Linked DNA regions of Mus musculus: region 1 is linked to region 2. The links are chromatin contacts, called in public Hi-C maps. All regions are on one chromosome and are shown on one strand. Each heading gives the region's core, a stretch centred on a gene start, on an enhancer-like site or on the middle of the called end of the contact. The rest is flanking DNA. Distances are from core to core; before and after follow the strand shown.

Region 1 (3,970 bases), core at 1,253-3,752, 300 kb before region 2:
TGATGAGGAGAGTTAGCCATTCATAGGGATGAGATATTTAAAATGTTTTCAATCTGAGTGATCAACCTTTAAATCATATGCATACAAGCAACACTGCATAAATGATCAGGCTTAATTTATATATTTATGCACTTATAAATATATGTAACACAATAATAATTGAAGAAAAATATACCATGATTTTGAGAGAGCACATGGAAGGGTTGAGGGAAAGATGGAAAAGGGAAAATTATGTAAGATATCTATCTATCTATCTATCTATCTATCTATCTATCTATCTATCTATCTATCTATCTATCTGTCTATCTATTGCCTCCCCTGACTGTATGAACAGGCAAGTGTGATGCTGATAATCCAAAATTATTAGCCTGATTTTTTACACACATCATATGTTCAATTGCTATCTCTTCACCAGATAAATGTAAATAAAAGAAGATTTGGGGGTACTTAGAGAAAGAATACATTTGATAACGAAGTTGAACTGTACAAATGTCCTATTGAAAGTTGTCATTAAATCTAAAAAGCTCTGGAAAATTCTGAAACAATCTTCCTGGACAAGTGGCATCGAAGTGTTACTGTTAGAGAAACACCATAGATAACCATGTAGGAGAATCAAATGGCATGAGGCAATTCATTGCAAGGAATTGAGGTATAGAGATCTATTAAGAGCCTGCAGTGCTACAAGGAAGGAAAAAATCAGACTCAGGGTTATTACAGACCACAAAAAAAATTTCATCCTTCCAGAAAGAAAAACGAAAAGTGTGGAGATGTCTGAAATTAGATACCTGACTAGGGCAAATGAGCACAAAAAATGGCAAATACTGAACGTTTTGAAGTTGAGTGGTTGTTGGGTGTCATTTATACAGAGTTCAATAGGAAAGCCCCAAAGTACAGGTTTAATATTTAAATCCTATGCTATACAGTGAAGGTGATTTTACTGTGGAACTGCATGGTTATGTTGACAAGGAAATGAACAAGCTATTTTGGAGCTAAAATGCTAGAAAATTGAATATAAAAGACAATGTAAAAGGAAAAGAAAAAAATCCTGGGAAATTCCATTATTTAAATCAATACCATTATGTAACACAAAGGAAATTAATCAGTCAATTAGTATAAAAGGCCAGACTGAGAACAGCTCAAGAGCAAGAAGACGAGAGCAGCATCAGTAGATTATACACACATTTTGTTGTTTACATTTTTGTTCAATAGCAAAGGACAGAAAATCCTTTTAACTACCCAAAATTACTAGGGATTTATTTCCCTCACTTTAGCAGCAGGAGTAGAGTTAGACAGATATTGGATCTGTTTAATAATTCTTCTAAGGTAAGCTCTATTTCTGTGTTGTCTCTTCCCTTCCCTCCCCTCCTTTTATTCTTTTCTCTTCCTCATGGCAAAATGCTTGCAGTCACTGCTTTTGTGTCTAAGGCAGCAAAGGGTTGCACTCAGCAACCCAAACCTGATCTACCTGTGATGTGCTGTGCATCCTGTAATGGAATCCTTGACATAGAAATGCTGAGATAGTGGGCATTTCCGCTCAGTATGAGCTACCTCTGTTACAGGCATGGTTTCAAGTTATGTGTCTCTGTCATAATTTTGCCTGGACTTATCTATTTGGTAAATAGTATAAATTTGAGTATTTGACCAATATTATATCAGATAATTTTCTTCATCTATGTTCTTCCCTTTTAAAATGGGATTATCTTTTTACAATATAGATTTTTAGTGAAGTGCAATTATATACTGTAAAAGTATGGTTATTAGTATTGAGATTCATGATTTCTGTCTGTCTGTCTCTCTGTCTGTCTCTTTCTGTCTCTGTCTCTGTCACTCCTCTGTCTCTCTCTGTCTCTCTGTCCCTCTGTCTGTCTGTCTGTCTGTCTGTCTCTGTCTCTGTCTCTGTCTCTCTCTCTCTCTCTCTCTGTCTCTCTCTCTCTCTCTCTCTCTCCTGTGTGTGTATGTGTGTGTATGTGTGTTTGTTTACTGTAGTGCTGTAGTGCTCTGGATGCATCTGGAGTTTTACATGCCAGGTTTGAAAACTATTCAGTGAAAGAATTGCATTTTACATGTCTTTGCATGTCTGAGGCTTTCTATAAGCCTTGCTGTATATATTGTACAATGTCATCAAGTGTTTTCTGACTGGGTGGGAAGGTTAAAGGGCTTAATTGTTATTGATGTTAGCTAACAACACTTTTATGTAAATAATTGAACATAAACCATTAACATTCTAAATCTAATTCCTTTTGCAAACAAGTGTACATGTCTCTAATGTTTGTTTATTTCCAGTGCCAAATTGCAAGTGTGTCAGGTCAGATTCATGGTAATCCTAGCAATACATTTTGTTTCAGAGAAAAAAAAATTATAGAAACAAGTCTTCAAAATTCCCTCCTCATTTCTCAGGCCATCCAAACTATCTTGGCAAAGGTATCTCTTAACAGATGGGGTGATCACAGTATTCCAAAGGCCGGTGGACTCAGACTGAGGGATCTGGAAAGAGAGAAAATGTCAGCTGTGCTGCGGCCAGGAGAAGGTTCATTTGGAACTCCAGCCTTGCTTTACCTGCCATCTTAAAGGGCAGTCCTCATGTGTAGTCTATAAAAGCTCAGCTGGAAAATATGAGAAAGTAAGCAGAGGTACAGCTGAGAGATAGTGTCTAATGTAGCCAAAAGATGCAGGATCCTAGTTCACATTTCATGTATGCTTTGTTTGGTCAAAAACAGAACAAAATAAACACAAAAACTCCTCACACCCGGAAGGGATGCTATGTATTGACAAGATTCAGGAACAGAGAATAGAACGTGATGAATATAGAATGAGTTATGCTTCAAAGTGAGAATGTAATTAAAAGTTCAGTAGCTTAATATTAGATTTACTTAAGTTATTTCCATATACTCTTAGTTTTGGTTGAATGTCCGCTTAACTTTTTCTCTTTCACACCCCTTTGTGGCTTAGACCTTTCCTTGCTTGGTCTGTTACCTTTAAATGTCGTATTATAGGTACTCTGCTATCCTCTCTCTCTCTCTCTCTCTCTCTCTCTCTCTCTCTCTTAAAGAATCAAGTTATATAAAACTTGAAGAAATTAAATAATGTTAATCTTTATGATTATAATTTTATTATAATCAACTTATCATTTTCTGTTTATTCTTATTATTTCATTAATTTTTTTGAGATTATAACATCATGAAATACTTCTCTATTCCCCTTATTCCCTACAAATTCTTTCAAAAATAATGACCATTAATTTTTCATTCATTATTGTGGCTACTATTTTTAATCTTATATAAAGTTCTAGTTAGATATTTTAAGTGCTATTGGTTTGCTCAAATACCAAGTATTTTAATTCATTTAACACACAATTATAGTTGCATTACTAAGTATAAGACTGACAGCCATTAGGGAAAACAAGTAAAACACTTTTTAAGGTATTCGAGATTCTGAATCTAGAGCTTATTCCAATCAAATATTTTTGTGTCAGAATTTTCTAATATAACCTTGCAATAAGACTGCACAAATTTTGGTTTGAGGCAGTTTTAGTTATTATATCACTGACATAAAACACTTGACAATGAACTGAAAGGAGGTAAGGTTTATTTGGGCTGACAGTTTTGAAGAGATCTCCATCTTTATGGTGGGCAGGCATGAATATGTTTATGGTGCTGTGAAGTGGTAGTTTGTTCACATGTTTACAGCTGGTAACCAGGGAGCTAAAACAAAGCCAGAAACTGCCCTAAGCTTCAAGGGAAGGCCTCAAGTTACCTGCCTCATTCAGTGAGACCACATATCTTAAAGAATCCATAACCTTCAAAATAGTCCTCCAGGTTTGTGACCAAACATTCAGAATAGAAGTCTGCAGGGCATATTTTAAAGTCAAACATCATCCAAGATCTAAAAACTCATTGCATGAGATCACTTTAATTGTCTCTAAGGAAATAGAGACATTTAAGGAAAAGAAATGTGTAGGATTCCACACAGA
Region 2 (4,029 bases), core at 522-3,021:
TTCTATGAGTAATGAAGAGGTATTTGATATAGTTGAGACATTAAATAAAATTAAGCAAACAAATATTAGTTTATTTCCTTTTATCTCCTATTAGTATTTCTGAAAATTGTACAAGCAAATATTTGAGCTCTAATTTTCTTGTGTCAGTGACCGAGAAAGCAGGCATTAATTAAATGTAAACATTAACATCTTTAAAAGAATTTTAAACTAATATATTTGGATTTTTTTCAGTAATCCTGAGTATTAATACTCAGGTTTCCTTGAAAATGTTGATAAAGACAGGGAAAATATTGATCATAAATATAATACTATATACTGAAAACAATCAGTTAGTGATTTTTCTTAAAAATTATATTAAAATTGCTATACCTTAAATATACTACAGAGGTTACTTTGATACTATTCAGCCACTGCTAATCAGTATGAACTACTGTCTAAAGTTAATGGGCAATAATATTCTATCTCTGACAGCATGCCATTTTAATTCAAAACAAACAAACAAACGAGCAAACAAACAAAACCTTAAACCTGATAACTGAATTGAAAGCCAAATAACAGACATTTAGGTAACATAGACTTAAATCAAACAGCAAATAATATATGTTACATGTTGCAATAACAAAAAATGGATAATAATAATGAAAATAACTATCTACTTTTAACTCCATCTGTATTAATGTCAGGGCTCCTTCTCGACACAGCTGTGAAAAAGTCCCACTATGACGTCTCTTGAATAAGCAACTGCATATTAAAGCATTCACCATGTCATGTCAAGAGTGGCCACCAGTCCATAAATTCTAAATTAATTTTAAATTTATCTGTGTTCAAAAATCTAATGTGGATCTGATTATGAAGTATACTCCTCTGTATTTTTTTATTTATTGATGTTTCAATACACTGAGTTCAGTCAGTGTTGAACAGTATCTGAAGTCAAGAAACTAGAATCAGGTCATTTGTGCAGGGCTGGGTGATGTGTAAGAATTGTTTGGAGACTAAAGGCAATGGAATATGCTTAAATTTTTAAATTATTGTGTGCCTATTTGTATTTGAGCTTCTCAAGGCCTCCTGAAACAGTACAATCTTCTCAGTGCTGGATAATTTAAATTGCATTCCAGAGTAAGGAAATCCTCACATAGAAAAAACACTAATATTCAGAAGAATACTTGATTCATGGGATATGTTCATTAAATTGAGCATGGTGGTTCATGCCTGAATGAAATTCTAGCATTCAGAAGACTGAGACAGTAGAGATGGCACAAGTTCAAGGTTAGCTGGGGTATGAATTAATTTTCAGGACACTGTGGATGAAAAAAGTTCTCCGTAACTATTTGGGTGTTACCTGTTATAAAAGCAGTTCTGTGCACAGCCCAAACTATAGAGCAGTGAGCTATCCAAGGTGTCTCAGTGCCAGCAGAATGTAGTTAAGCAATGAAAGTGTAAGTAAAACGTGCATAACCTAAGTAAGAGTGACAGCCACATGTCCACCATCTCCAGCAGGGCTTCCAGGTGTAGTAGACTTCAAAGGTTCACAAGCTACAAAGACACATATTTTGTGGGACCCAGTGCTGGCAATGCAGTGAAGGTATTTTCTGGAATTCTCGGTGGTGTAATCACTTAGGCCTAAAGCTCAAAACAACAGGATGGAGATTTTCTTTCTTATAAAACAAAAAGAATGATTTCCTTGGCAGCATCACAAGGATGCTCATTGCTCTTCCCAGTGAGATCCTGAAGACCTGCTGTGGAGCAGGTTACACACACACAATCTTGTACTTAAGGCTCTCCTCTTCCTATCTCAGCTGTGACCCTGAATGCAGATCAGACAGATAGGAGTCCCTTTGTCTCTCAAGTCAATCGAAGAAAGAGGCATTTTCCTACTGAGACTGTAATTTGATTTCACTAGGAATTCTCAATCTCTGTTCAGGAAGAGGAATGAAAAACAAAGGGTCAAACACCCGTTGCCACAAGCCAGCCAGATTTGTCTGACATAACTTTGAAGTCTAGGATGGGTGGATGTTTCAGATTCCCACCTTCAAAAATAGAAAGGAAAACGATATGGCGGAGATTTTTCTGACAAAAAATCATCGCACCGGCCTTACTCTCTTAAAAATCTGAAGTTTCCTCTTCATTGTTATTTGACGAATAGGAGTACAATCTAGGTGAAGCATTTCCTAATTTGGGAGGCACTAAAACAATGAGAAGCAGGGTTTGAAAAGGGGAACGGTGCCATGCCAGAGAGGAGTCTGTACATTGAAGTTGAGAGGACAGAGAGGCAAAACCACGCTGGCAAAAATCCAGGAGGTATAATTAAGGGCTCTGAGTGAGCCAAGTTGGCTAGAGAAGAAGATTCCTGTGAAATATAATGGGATATGAAGCATAGTAAATGGAAGTTGAAACAAGGTAGCAGAGTACCTTGAAAGCTTCACCACAAAAAAAAGACTATAAATGTCAGAGAACCATTTAACGTTTTGACTCAGGAAAGCAACAAGATTAAAAAAAAAAAAAAAAGAAAAGAAAGAACAAAGAAAGAAAGAAAGAACAAAGAAAAAGAGAAAAAAGAAAAGAAAAAGAAGCCTTAAAAGATAATTTCCAAGTTGAGCGCAGACAAGAGGAGAAGGCAGAGGCAATCGGATTACTGAGTTCGAGGCCAGCCTGGTCTACAAAGTGAGTCCCAAGATACCTAGGGTTATACAGAGAAACCCTGTCTCAAATAAAATAAAATAAAATAAAATATCAGAACCAAAAACCAAAAAGAAAAAAAAGAACAAAATAACAACAACAAACAAAAATAAAAGCAAAACAGAAACAAAACAAAAAACAAACAAAACAAAACTAAAAACTAAAAACAAAAAAACAACAAAACCAGTAGAGGGGATGCTCATGCAAACTGAGAAATACAAATATGACCAGGCAAGAATCAGCACTGTACTTAGCAGAAAGGGAAGGTGGGACAATGTTGAACACCACCTAAAGATTGCAGTCTTTGATCTTAATGAAAAAATGAAATGTTAGCATACAGCGATTTAGAGATGACCTGGGGTGTAGTGCTGCTCCACCAGAGCAAGCTGGATCTACTAAAACTTGCCTGAAAAATGGACAAACTGCTAAAACTACACCAAGACCCTGGACAATGGAGAAGATGTGCTCAATCCTTCTATGATTCCTGTAAATGATGCTGGACTAAGACACAAAGTTGTATGCTTTTCTCTATGTGCACGAGCACAAAAGAATCAATCTCAAGTCTTCTTTAGCCCCCCCCCCCCAACCCCATCCTTTCTATTTCTCTTCTTGGTTCATCTCTCTAAATACTCTGTTTTAATCACCCTCAACTGGCTTTACTAAAGACTCCTTTCAGACAGTTTCCTGTTTTAGTTATATTTCTTGTTTTGGATGCAAAAGACTCCCCACCTAGAACTTTAATGTATGTTAGCAGAGTGTTACAACAGCACTCAAAATACAAAGAGGCAGCTTCTTCTTATCTTTACTTGGATCTAGATTCTTCTCTGCACATCTGTTGAAATCATACATTCCTGCTGTCCTGCTCCAACTGCTTCACGATTCTTTGTTACCTAATTTTGCACAAAGCCTCAGGATTAAGTCCTGATCTTTTGAATATGGAATTTATTACAAATTGGAAGTTTTTCTTCTTTTCTTTTATTAGAATAAAGTTTGATATAATAGAGAGAACTTAAATGGCCAAATTAGAAGGGAGCCAAGATGGAATATGTGTATTGCTGTCTAATTTACAGTGTCAATAATATTTTTTGAACTGTGGGTCAAATATATTTTGCTCAGTAGCACATTTCTCTTCCCAGGAGCTGATACAGAAGAGATGTTACACCAACATATTGTAACAACATCTCGTATCAGATCTAGAAAACTATGTGGAGATACCATTAACTTAGTGGCTTAAAAAACAAAAATAAATCAATACACAGCTGAGTTTGACATGGGTCTCAACAGGCTAAAATCAAAGTGTCACCTGGTTACCTCAGGGAGGGATTTATATCCCCATTTCTACAGGTTATTGGC

Evidence for each region. Hi-C and Micro-C count contacts between places; a contact is called where the count stands out from the background.
Region 1: a contact with region 2 is called in a Hi-C map of cerebellar granule neurons, with 2.8 times the contacts expected there. The contact joins two enhancer-like sites. A contact is called at or near these places in 5 of 484 Hi-C or Micro-C datasets (brain, cerebellar granule neurons, cerebellum and 2 more).

What each region holds. Positions count from the first base shown.
Region 1 is chr3:13,861,318-13,865,287 of GRCm38.p6, reverse strand. The region is part of intron 2 of Ralyl (RALY RNA binding protein-like); the gene reads right to left. Among named protein-coding and RNA genes, the nearest start is that of Gm41998, 71 kb to the left of the region's middle. Within about 2 kb of position 2,502, at least 2 of the 459 cell types and tissues checked have an H3K27ac peak or open chromatin away from gene starts, as enhancers often do. A contact at or near this core is called in cerebellar granule neurons and cerebellum, where this site is marked.
Region 2 is chr3:13,555,638-13,559,666 of GRCm38.p6, reverse strand. All of the region lies in intron 1 of Ralyl (RALY RNA binding protein-like), which reads right to left. Among named protein-coding and RNA genes, the nearest start is that of Gm2464, 86 kb to the right of the region's middle. Within about 2 kb of position 1,771, at least 3 of the 459 cell types and tissues checked have an H3K27ac peak or open chromatin away from gene starts, as enhancers often do. A contact at or near this core is called in cerebellar granule neurons and cerebellum, where this site is marked.